Linked DNA regions of Mus musculus: all the other regions are linked to region 3. Evidence: chromatin contacts called from public HiChIP or PLAC-seq data. All regions are on one chromosome and are shown on one strand. The core of a region is the stretch at or near the end of the contact, and the rest is flanking DNA. Distances in the headings are between cores, read along the strand shown.

Region 1 (4,120 bases), core at 1,095-3,594, 560 kb before region 3:
GAGTGATTTGTGTTTCGTAGAAGGCATACTCACATCTGGAGAACCATGAGCAGCGCCAGGCTGGGCTGAGGCTCAGTGGGTAGAGTACTTGCCTAGCACACACAAAGCCCCGAGTCCATTCCTGGTGCTGTGTAAACCAGGTATGGTGGTGTGTAGTCTGTGATCTCAGAATGTGTAAGGCAGAGAGGGGTTCAAAAATCATCCTCAACCATGAGGCAAGTTCAAATCCAGCTTGGAATAGGAGAGCCTGCCTCTAATTAAGTAATCGGTTAGTTAAAAGTATTGCTCTAACATGCTATCCAGGTTGTTAACGGAATTAAAGTAATTTTCACTCACGTTTGCCCTCCCTCTAAGAGTAGGAGAATGCCAGCCCTCCAGAATTATCTGCCCCACACTCCAACTGATAGCCTGTTTACCTGTTTACCCTTCAAACAGGAAAATTGGTTGATTAAATATGACACAGTTTTAAATCACATTACTTGGTTAAAGCATTAGTCTTCCCTGTGGACAACTATTTAGTGATTTTGAATGACGTAAACTCGTGCCAGAGAAAAACAGGAATAAGTTAACCATCTTTACAGCCAGAAAATGCTATCAATGGCAGACTTGTCCTCTGGGAGGGCTGGTGCTTTGCAAGTGTGAGGAATGAGAACAGGACCTAGACAGATTCCTCTAGGCTTCCAAATCAGATTTCATTTGCTAGAGACAATGCTAAGATAAGTCAAATCTTAAATCATTGTTTTTTCCTAGCTAGCTTTAACTGTCAGCCTGGCACAGCCCAGAAGGGAGAAGGGAGAAGGGAGAAGGGAGAAGGGAGAAGGGAGAAGGGAGTGTAGATTGAGGCCTTACCTAGATCAGATGGGCCTATGAGGCCATCTTTGGGGATTGCCTTGTTAATCAGCATAGGAAGGCTTGGCCCACTGTGGGCAGCAACATCCCCTAGGCAGGTGGTCTGGGACTGTACAAGAAAGCTAGCTAAGCATAAGCATGTAAGGGAGCTAGCAACAATGTTTCTTCAAGGTTTCTGCTTAACAGCATTGCTTCAGTTCCTTCTTAACTTCCCTCAATGGTGTGAGGGCAAGTCGCCCTAATCTAGGCTGCTTTCACTTTTGATCATAGTGAAAGAATTGGGTGGTGCGTTATCCCTTTAATTCCCCCCATGCTCACAGTACTCTGACTTACCAGAGAAAGTTCAGAACAGGCACACTGGGTGTATGACAGGAGAAGGTGTGGGGATCGTGGTCTTCCTGAACCACCCACTTTTCCACACCCATGGTCACACCCACCACACAGGGTTGGTGTTTGTATTCTCTTTATTGTTTCCACTGTCTGTGTCCAGCTTTACATGTTAACACAGGCATCCAGCTAGCAGCATGACAGGGAAGAGACAACACATTATTTCCATTTTAAAATCAATGAAAGAAAGCCAGGCGGGTGACACCTACAGTCCCAAACTGTGTGTACTGACTGAAGTAGCTGGGAAGCTGTAGTTGGTTGTTTGGTTTTGTTTGTCTGTTTGCTTATGGATCTGATGGTTGCATGGAAGTGTACAGCATGGTCCAAAATATAATGTGTGCAAGGCTTCTGTCTGGTATTTCCAGTTTGTATGTTGACCTCCAAAGCCACCCAGGACCTCGTAGAGACTGTTAGCATCAGTCCTGCTTTCTGAGACTCTGTGAGTTGGGGGGCTTTGGGAGGTCTGTGGGGACTCTGTATCCCATGAGTTTGTGGGAAGGAACCTTAGGCCTCTTATGTGTAGACATGTTTGTTCTCTCCATTGAAGTGCATGTATGTTAATCTACTAGCACCATACCTGCCTCCCTCTCCCTTAGACATCCCCAGTGGGATCCAGTGACTAAGCTAGTAGATGGTGCCATTGGGGTGTTCCAGGACACATGGGTCTGACATACAGAAGAGCAGTGTGGAGTGTTAGCATCCTGCCGCTGACTCGCCTGGCAAGCGCCTCCGAGGAAGCCACACAGAGCTGACCTCACAGCCAATCTTCTCTTTCTAGAAGGATGTCCTGAGATCAGACCTTGTCATCTGCTCAGCCGCTGCTGTGCTCTCCTTTGCAGTCAGTGCCAGCACTGTCTTCCTGTCCTTACGGGTAGGTGGCCCCAAGGCTCGGCTCTCCCTTGCTTGTTCTCTTGATAGGGGCTAGGCATGGAATGAGGGTACAGAGGGCAGAGGAGCCAGGGAAGAGGGTCAAAGAACACACACACAAAGAACTATGTCCACGAGGAGACTCGGGTAACCTCTTTGTGAGTCATCTCCTGTCCCTGGGGGAGTCGTTTTGTCCTTAAGAGTGATAGGACAATTTGTAATCTCGGACAGTTGTCATTGTGACAGGCTGGGAACAGACACCAGATCTCCCTCAGTAGAGAGAGAGGTCACTGTATCTGAGCTGAGCCACAGTGACACAAAGACCATTTGGAGATATATATACATATATATATATGAATATATATATATATATATATATTCATATACATATATATATTCATATACATATATATATTCATATACATATATATCTCCAAGGACTCTGCCTTACAGTTCTTACAGAATATTGTTGCCTTGTCACAAACATGGGACATTCATGGCCACATCTTCCCTGGACTGTTTTATCAACTGAGTGTGAGTGTGCTGTTCTCTACCTCTGAAAAAAAGTCTTAGGGTATGATACAGGGGACAGAATTCTCACAGTCTCTTCCAGGGGTCACTTCCCGACCCTGTTCTTAGCAGCTCTCAGCACATAGGTCTTCCTATGAGAGGAAAGAGGGTGGGGGCAGGCTCAGTCAGTACTCTGGTTGTCTTAGCAGCCTTCCAGCCAGCCTAGATTGTTCAGTGAATTCCAGGCCAGCGAGAGACTGTCTCAGAAAACAGAGATGATGAATGGCCCTTGAGGAATGACATCCAAGATTATCCCCTGACTTTCTCATGCATACACGTGTGTGCACACCTCTACATACATAAAATGCACAGGCCAAAAAAAAAAAAAAAGTGGGAGGGAAGGCCTGATGGCAGATGCCTACATCACTCACTCAAGAGTTGACTTTTGACCTCTCTGTCCTCTGCAGCCTTTTCTCAGCATCGTGCTCTTTGCCCTGGCGGGCACCGTGGGGCTCATCACCCACCATCTGCTCCCTCAGCTACGGAAGCACCACCCCTGGATGTGGATCTCACATCCTGTGCTCAGGAGCAAGGAGTACCAGCAGCGGGAGGCAAGAGGTCAGTGTCGTAGTCTCAGGGGGGACAGCAAAGCAGTGGGCACGCCTCTCATGGCACAGGGGCACAGCTCTGTGAGTGTGATCAGTGCCACGGTGCCTCACGCTTCAAAGGAAGCAGGGTTCACTGCGTGTTTGCCCATGTTACAAAGATGGAGTCTAGGCGATGCACAAAACAGGCTGCTCAGGTGGAATAGGAAAGAAAGTCTGTCAAATTAACTATGAAGTTCTGTTAGAATAGTCATTGCTTACTGATTCCATAGGGAAATTAGCATCCATTGCTCATGCTTGAAGGTTACAATTCTGGTTTATAGTGACTGGGCACTAAGGAGAGAACCACTTCATGCTTGACCACTAACTACCAGGCTCTGGATTCTTGAGTTTCTGTGAAAGAGCTTTGTATAGAGAGCAGCTGTGTCTACAGGGGTTGGTGTAGCAACTCCCATGGGAGAAATAGCCTGGTGCAAATGGCAACCTCAGAGCTTCATATAAAAAATACATTTCTCGGGAGGCAGAGGCAGGCGGATTTCTGAGTTCGAGGCCAGCCTGGACTACAGAGTGAGTTCCAGGACAGCCAGGGCTACACAGAGAAACCCTGTCTCGAAAAAACAAACAAACAAACAAACAAACAAAACCAAAAAACAAACAAACAAACAAACAATCCCAAAACATTTCTTCCGGAAGGTGGGGATGAGGCTTGGTTGGTGGAATCCTTGTCAAGCATGCAATAAAGAACATCAAAAAAACCCTATTGGTTTAATCCCTTGCACTGTGTAAATTGAATGGGTTGCACATGCCTGAAATCCCAGCACTTGGGAAGTGGATTTAGGAAGATCAGAAGTTCAGGGTCATCCTTAGCCACAGAGTTTGAGGATGGCCTGGGCAACATGACC
Region 2 (3,635 bases), core at 243-2,742, 600 kb before region 3:
CACACGTGTGCGCGTGCATGTGTGTGGTGTGTGTGTGTGTGTGTGTACACATGCACACATGTGCATGTGCAGTGCATATATAGGCCAGAAGGGAACTTTAAATCTCACTTGAGACAGAGTTTCTCATTGGCCTGGAGTTCTCCTAGCAGGCCAGGCTGGTGATGAGCCCCAGGAACACACGCCTGTCTCTGTCTCCTGAGTGTTGGGATTACAAGCTCACCTCAACAAACTTCACTGTGTGGGTTCTGGGATCAGAACCCGGGTCCCCAAACTTGCAGGGCAGGCACTTCATCGGCTGAGCCTTTGCTTGGTTTTTGCTTGGTTTTGTTTGGTTTTTGAGACATGCAGCCCAGGATGGTCTTGAACTTTGATTCTCCCTGCCTCTGTTTCCAGTTTCTGGGCTGACTGCCATGCACCACTAAGCTAGAGTGAGAGCTTCTGCTCTTCGTCCCATGAAAATTTGTCTACAAATGTTCTCCTTTGACAGACCCAAACCTTGAAGTTAACACTGCTCCCACATCACCTCTCATGGGCCATCCACCTTGTATTTCCTTTTTTGAGACCTGAGCCTCACCAAGTAGGCTGGGCTTCCCGGCCAGTGTGTGCCACCGATCCACCTCCCTCTGCCTCCTGAGTGCTGACACACCACTCCTGACTTTTGTATGTGGGTTCTGGGCCTCACACTCAGGGTCTTGTGTGTGTGTGGCAAGCGCTGTATCGACTGAGCCGTCTCCTCAGACCGTAGCTGCACCTGGCTTCCGAAGATGGGAAGCAGACAGAGACATTCCAGAAATAATCACCCGTTTTTTTGTTTTTGTTTTTGTTTTTGTTTTTTTGTTTTTGTTTTTTGTTTTTTTTTTGTTTTTTGTTTTTTGTTTTTTTTTTTTTTGTTTTGTTTTTTTTGCTTTATTCCAAGGAAGTGAAGACCTTGAGTTTGGAAAGACAGGGGTGGGGACAGCTGTGGTGAGACTGATGGGTGCTCAGAACAGGGAGATGTGGGGCTCCTCAGTGAACCCCACCAGCTGCCCTTTTGACAGCTCTCTTTGAGGATATTTATCCTCAAGCAAAGAGCGGTGTCACTGTTGGTTTGAAGATAAGTGTTTGCTGCATCAGGGTTAGAGACTTGGAAATTCTTGCCGGCTTTGATCACACAGAGGGGGGTGGGGGTGGGGGGATGGTCCCGGAGCAGGCCTTCCTGTGGTTTCTCCCACACCCTCTCTGAGGTGTGGTTTCTCAGTCTTTGTTGATCTCTCCTCGTCCTGGACTGGTCCTCATCCCGGGGTCTCACTCAGACACGTGGTTAAGAGGTGCTATTTCTCTCCAGGCCCCAGAGTTCCAGGAATAAAATTCCAAGCGGAAGCTGAGGCTTTGTGGCTGCACACACCCCCGGCTGCCACATGAGGGCACTCTCCATCCACTTGATTTCCCTCTGCAGCCTCTCAGAGGCTTCCCTTTATTTGTGCTGTCTTATGAAAGGGGAGTTGATCCCACATCAAAGCCCTCTCCCTGTTAGAAACCTCCCTCCCATCCCCCATCAGGCTGATGTCCTTTAGTGTCCTCTACAGCCAGTGAGCCTGTTACACTAACTTCTGTCCTAAGGCATCCCTCCCCACCCCCTTCCCACCCATCCCACAGTTGAGTCGGGAGCCTTGGGAAGGACAGGCAGAAAAGATAAGGTCTCCAGGGGGGCAGAAAACACTTGTTTTACAATCTGGTGAGGATAAGGAATTTCCGGCGATACTTTCTCTGTCACTGGGAGAAAGCAGCACTGGCCTTGGATTGTTCTTGCAGCTTCCCCAGATGGGTAGGACAACGTTAGGAACACAGGGACTCTAACCACTTTCCGTTTACCCCAGACCCAGCCCTGTCCCACCCAGCCCAGCAGAGATGCCAATTTGGAACAGAGCCTCATACTGTGTAACCCAGATTAGCCTCAGACTTCCAGCTATCCCCCTGCCTTAGTCACCCAAATGCTGGAATTCCAGGTTGGAGCCACCAGGGCCCAGCTCAGCTTCAGCCTCTTTGTTCCCTTCCGGGGCTGGTTCGTTCTTGTCACCCCTACACCACCAACCTCCCCCCTCATGTTTCTCTGAGTGCTCCAGCCTCTGCTTTGACCCTGAGGAGAACTAGTTGACCTGAGACCAACCCAGCCTCAGGCTGATGGAGACCTGGTGGTGTCACTGAGAAGGTCATTCCAGAGAGTGGGCTCTCTCCATCCCTCAGATGTTTCAGAGGAGGTGGGAACGTCCCTTGACATCCCTAATAAACAGTCCTGGAATAAATGTTTATTAATGCAGCAGAGAGCACTGGTCTCATGATCCTTTAATGCTGTAGCCGCCACAGCCTAGAGGAAGAGGATAGGCCCTGGAGGAGCAGCTCCATTTGAGGTACAGTCTTGCTAATCACAGGCTTGTCCCTCCAGGCTGCCCAGGAGCCAGCAGAGGTGACAGTGTGTGCTTGTGATAAGGGCCCAGCCACATCTAGTGAAAATAGTTCCTTGAGAGGGAAGCTGATCTGTTGTTTGAGTCTTTGTTAGATAATGATGAATGAATGCTGGACCTTCTTCACCATTGCAGTCGGAGCCAAGGCATTATCTATGGGAAGGCTGGCAGCCATCTTGCTACCTAACAGGGAGACTCAGGCCAAGTTCCTCATCAAGACGCAACAGCGAGACCAGAACCTCTTACTTACTTGTGCCTGACGTAGAGGCTCCATCAGGACGTTCTGTTCAGTCCGTTCTAGTTCCTACACCCCTAGGAAGGAAACGCCTGTCTCTCTCTCTCTCGGGCATAGAACCAAGGTGGCCAAGCCATGTGCTTTAAGCCGAGGCAGTCAGCAGTACAGCACTGGTTTGGATCCATTCCTGTTTATGACATAGTATTTTGCAATTAGAAGCATGCTTGCTAATGTGCAGGAACCGAGCCCAGAAGTAGTCCCTCCTTAGAGTACCACATCTTGGCAGGAAGCATCAGCAGGTGTGTATCTAGAAGAGCTGTTTCTAGCACCTTCTGTAGCAGTCAGCAGTAGAAGATCCATATACCTCTAGCTCCCCCATGTGTGGTGTGGTCCCCTTTCCTGCCCGTATGTCAGCCTGACCTCTCTCACCTGAAACGTAGCCTAGTTAGTTTCTTGGCTTCCATGCAGTTCTCACACAGCAAACTTCCGAGTCTCTGTCCTATCCAATCAAGGAGCCCCCATTTTGATCTTATCTCACTACAAGGTTCCAGAGCAGCGTCACTCAGTGCTGTCCATGTAAACAGAGTCGAAGTGAAAAGCTGTCCTGATAAATCCGGCGGGCCACTCCATCAGTGGGAGGTGTGGTGAGCTGATCAGCAGGGAGAGCGCTCACAAGGGAGCAGACATTCCGGAGAACATAGTGTGCTAGTGAGCCGTTCTCACGGCTGTGACCAAGAACCTGACAGCAGAGAGTTGACAGGGGGAGGATTGATTCCACCTCGTGGTATCAGAGGGAACCACCGTCCATCATGTTAGGGTAGACAATACAGAAGCGTTCTTCACTTTCTAGTAGGCCAGGAAACAGACTGAATGGCGAGCAGGCCTGGACTATAACCTTCACATTCCACCACCCCCAGGGTCTCACTTCCTCCAGCAAAGGCTCCACCTCCCAAAGGTTT
Region 3 (4,053 bases), core at 863-3,362:
TAGAAAGGTGCCTGAATTCTAAGTGTGCGGCCATTAATCTCTCCTGAGCATAGACGTGACCTGTTTTCCAGCTCCTACCACACATGCTGGATTGTAGATATTAACTTCTTATTTTGTTTGTTTGTTTTTTGTTTTTTGTTTTTCGAGACAGGGTTTCTCTGTGCAGCCCTGGCTATCTTGGAACTCACTCTGTAGACCAGGCTGGCTTCAAACTCAGAAATCTGTCTGCCTTTACCTCCCAAGTGCTGGGATTAAAGGCATGTGCCACCACACCCGACAGATATTAACTTTTAAATGGAGCTGTATCCAAGTTCCCCCAAATAACAACTCTGATACTTAATCCTTTGTGAATAAATGCTCAGGCCATAAGCTTTGGCTCTGTTCTTTGCCTAGCTCATATCTCAATAATCCAGTTTATTCTAGACTACGTTCTTCCGTTGCTTTAGTTACCTCTTCTCAGGTTTATGCATCTGTCTCTTCCTCAGAGTTCAGGGCAAATCTCTGTCACCTGACTACTTCCCAGAATTTCTCTCTCTCTGACTCACTCTCTCTCTCTCTCTCTCTCTCTCTGCTGGAAGTCCCACCTCCTATTTCCTGCCTCAGCTTATTGGCCATAGGCTTTTTGATTGACGGGTGATGCTTCCATGCAGCGCAAGAGATTCTCCTTACACTGGATTTGACTAATTCCAAGCTTGGTGTAGACAAGGAGTCTTGTAGCATAAATCACCCTGCTCAGTCAACAGTATGTCGGTGAAATTCCTCCATACTGCTGTGCATATTTTCTACCCTCAATGATTTTTGTCTTTTTATAGGACTTGAGAGTGAACCCAGGGCCTGGTGCACATAAGGCAAACAGTCTCTCCTCTCAGCTGTATTCCCACCCCTACTTGCGGCTTTGATCTATTCAAAACAATGCAGACACAAACACAGTAGCACCTGCTCTTTGGACTTATGGTCACACTATAGGATTAAGAGTGATAAGAAAGGCAGGGTATGTGATTAGGCGTGATTAGGCAGATGTGCCAAGAGTGACAGCCCAGCCTTCCATGCTCTGAGCTGGTGTTTCTTGTTCCCTTAACCTTTCCGGGGTGGGGTGGTGTTGTGATTGTCTGAGCTGATAATCATGTTGGTTGTTTGTGAATGTGTGAGGCTTTTCACTGCTGTGATAATTACGCGTGAGAAGCAGTGTAAAGGAAGGATTTGTCTTCAGACTTGGTTTCAGACCGTTCCATGCTTCTTAGCTGTGAAGATTAAGCCGGCAGAGCTCCCAGGGAACCACAGTCGTGAGTTCAGTGTCTTATCACTAGGCGCGTTCTTTCTTCATTTGACTCCCTGTTTCTCTTTGCATTGGAGCAACGTGCTAGCACAGGGCGGATATTCCAAAGGCCTAGCCCTACCCATTGTTTCTGGTACCGGAAGAGTAAATCAATCATGAGGGTTAGAAAAAACAATGCTTAAGGAAAGAACATATTCCAAGTGGAGGAAAAGGGGGATAGGCAGGAGGAGAGGGGAACCTGGCATTCAGAACTAAAAACTCAGAATAGCAACCACAGAAAACATAAGTGAATTGTTAAATATTTCCTAGTTGGAAGTACCTTTTTGAGCTTGGTGTGTGTGATGTGTGTTCACACGAAATGACTAACAGGGCATGGAAACCTTTCCCGATCACAGACTGCCTTATATATATCTAACGGAGTCTTCACATTTTCAAAGAGACTTCTGTGTATCCTTATGTACACAATGCTTTGCATGAGTGGGCTGGGGGGGGGAGCACCTATCTGAGGTGCTAGGCTCCCAAGTACTAGGTGAACAATGCTAGCTCCCTCCTGACCGTCAAACCTAAAGCAGATGCTGTGTCTCCCAGCCCCTGTGCTTTGTCCCTTCCCCTGTGGTGTGCTGCTGAAGACAGAGCAGTGCATCGAAGGATTCAGGGACAGAGGTCACAGCAGGCTGGGACATCTGGGACATGGAGCCACCTTAGCCCTCCCCTCCTCCTCCCTAAACAGGGCCAGATAAACCCCCACACATATCTGTGAGTCATGTAAACCTCCTTGGGTCCATGAGTTCCCCAAGCCACACCTGGTGTGGACAGCTGGTTGGCTCTGAGGAGGGAGAGTCAGAATAGAGCAGAGCAGGTGCGAGCCACAGGAGAAGGTTGAAGGAGAACTGGAAAGGACAGCCAGGCTCAGCGAGAACAGCACTCTCTGGGAACTGCAGCAGCCGCTTAGAGACAGTGCTAGAAGCTCAGTTACATTGTATCCTCCAGACTCAATGCAGTCGCTAACTTTTAAGAACTGTGGCCTCTTGTGCTGGTCCCACACAAGACTGGCCCAGCAATAATTAGTCATGGAAGGCAAAGGGGCTCATAGACCTGACTCTGCGGCTGAGCTACTGGCCTTTGATAGATTCTGGAAGAGGAGAAGTCGCTGTCTTTACTGTGTGTGTGAACTGTTGAGCCCACTCACAGCACTGCAGACACATTGTTGCTGTTGTTTTTATCTTAGTGGATATTTCTATGGGAGCAAAGCTTTGCTCAAGGTTAAACCCCAGCTCCCAAAACAAAGCCAGACTTGACCAATCAATGCTTATAGGATGGAAGAAACTGCATTAACTTTGAAAGGATGGAAGTTCATAGCTTTAGCTGATGACAAGCAGTGCAATGTCAACATCACTGAGCCTAGCCAGAAGGGTTTGTAAGTTAGACATTCCAGCCTGCAAGCTATTTTCAAACGTGGTGGCTAAATGTGCTTCCATGGAACTGGTATAACTATGTGAACAATCCTTGAATTTTGATGTTGTTGATGAGTATACTCTGTGGGTGTATTTAGAGTTATATTTTTCATATTTTAGATAAGGTAACATGTCATGTGTGCATCTGTCTGTCTGTCTCTCTCTCTGTGTATGTCTGTGTGTGTACTGGTTAGTTTTTGTCAACTTGACCAAGAACTTCCACAACTGGGAAGAAGAAATGTCAATTGAAGACTTGCCTCCCTCAGATTGACCTGCAGGCTTGCGTGTCTGCTTCAGCTTCTGCCTCCAGGTTCCTGCATGGCGTCCCTACCATGGCTTCCCTGACAGACAATGGACTTTGCCTGTACGATGCAATAACCCCACCCCACCCAAATTCCTCTTGGTCAGCGTCTTATCACAGCAACAGGAAGGCAAACTGGGGCTCTCTAAAGTGTGTCAAGACGGTCATGGTGATACACACCTGTAATCTCAGCACTGGGGAAGCCGAGGGAGGTTGAGACTAGTCTGGACCAATCACAAATAACAAGAAAACAGAGAGACGTAACTCATGTATGGACTATAGTGACACAGCTGGACAAAGCTGGGGACACTGTGTGAAGTTTAGGAAGGATGTTAACTTCTTGTGACTACGACAGTCGAGCCAGGATGAGTCCTGATGAATGAGTCCCACCCCCCCACCCCACCCCCCCAACCCCTGCCATAGGAACTATTCTTGAAATTTAGATCCACAGCCCTCGTTAGTAGTGCAAAGGGGTGCCTGGTGGCTGTCCTGTTGTATTTATATAGTCAGGAAGCAGAGAGAGAGAGAGAGAGAGAGAGAGAGAGAGAGAGAGAGATGATCAGCTCACTTTCTTCTTTTCTCCCTTTTCATTCAGGCCAGGCCCCCCAGACTCGTCTCCCTATTCCAGTTAAACCTCTCTGGAAACACTCTCCGACACACAACACAGGTGTTTCTCCTGAGCACACCTAAATCCAGTTCAGATGAAGGATAATCAATAAAGTACAGGACAGGGTCTTGTAGCACAGAGCCATGTCTCTTTATCTGAAGCAGTTGAAAGTCCAGAGTGGAGAGCACAGAGACCATGCACACAGCTGTAATTGCCGTGGCTCTGTCGGCATTTGTATTCCTGTAACTCCAGCACTCAACACTTCATAGGAGCCCAAGGGATGCCTATCAAACTGAAAAGCCTTCGCCTTAGGTCTGAAGGCAGCCCCTCTCTATACTCAGGCTTTGCTGTGGGTGCTGTGTGATTCACTGAGATGCTAAGATCTTCCCGAATCTAACTTTGCTTGGGCTCTGCT

Evidence for each region. HiChIP or PLAC-seq counts read pairs in DNA pulled down with a chosen protein or histone mark.
Region 1: an H3K27ac HiChIP or PLAC-seq map of extraembryonic endoderm stem cells shows a contact between it and region 3. The contact joins two enhancer-like sites. A contact is called at or near these places in 1 of 484 Hi-C or Micro-C datasets (bone marrow-derived macrophages), 2 of 115 datasets of contacts at active chromatin or transcription factors (extraembryonic endoderm stem cells and trophoblast stem cells) and 2 of 9 other capture datasets (adipose tissue and embryonic stem cells).
Region 2: an H3K27ac HiChIP or PLAC-seq map of extraembryonic endoderm stem cells shows a contact between it and region 3, with 6 times the contacts expected there. The contact joins two enhancer-like sites. A contact is called at or near these places in 3 of 15 datasets of contacts at CTCF or cohesin (embryonic stem cells, large pre-B cells and stem cell-derived epiblast-like cells), 3 of 484 Hi-C or Micro-C datasets (bone marrow-derived macrophages and embryonic stem cells), 5 of 115 datasets of contacts at active chromatin or transcription factors (embryonic basal ganglia, extraembryonic endoderm stem cells, fibro-adipogenic progenitors and 2 more) and 1 of 9 other capture datasets (embryonic stem cells).

What each region holds. Positions count from the first base shown.
Region 1 is chr8:125,826,030-125,830,149 of GRCm38.p6, reverse strand. It overlaps Pcnx2 (pecanex homolog 2), which reads left to right. Exons shown (of 34, transcript NM_175561.4): 18 at 2,015-2,107; 19 at 3,081-3,231. Among named protein-coding and RNA genes, the nearest start is that of Gm51603, 18 kb to the right of the region's middle. Within about 2 kb of position 2,344, at least 9 of the 459 cell types and tissues checked have an H3K27ac peak or open chromatin away from gene starts, as enhancers often do. A contact at or near this core is called in extraembryonic endoderm stem cells, where this site is marked.
Region 2 is chr8:125,868,773-125,872,407 of GRCm38.p6, reverse strand. The region is part of intron 8 of Pcnx2 (pecanex homolog 2); the gene reads left to right. Among named protein-coding and RNA genes, the nearest start is that of Gm46061, 19 kb to the right of the region's middle. Within about 2 kb of position 1,492, at least 58 of the 459 cell types and tissues checked have an H3K27ac peak or open chromatin away from gene starts, as enhancers often do. A contact at or near this core is called in extraembryonic endoderm stem cells, where this site is marked.
Region 3 is chr8:125,269,605-125,273,657 of GRCm38.p6, reverse strand. No RefSeq gene overlaps it. Among named protein-coding and RNA genes, the nearest start is that of Gm30713, 110 kb to the left of the region's middle. Within about 2 kb of position 2,112, at least 28 of the 459 cell types and tissues checked have an H3K27ac peak or open chromatin away from gene starts, as enhancers often do. A contact at or near this core is called in extraembryonic endoderm stem cells, where this site is marked.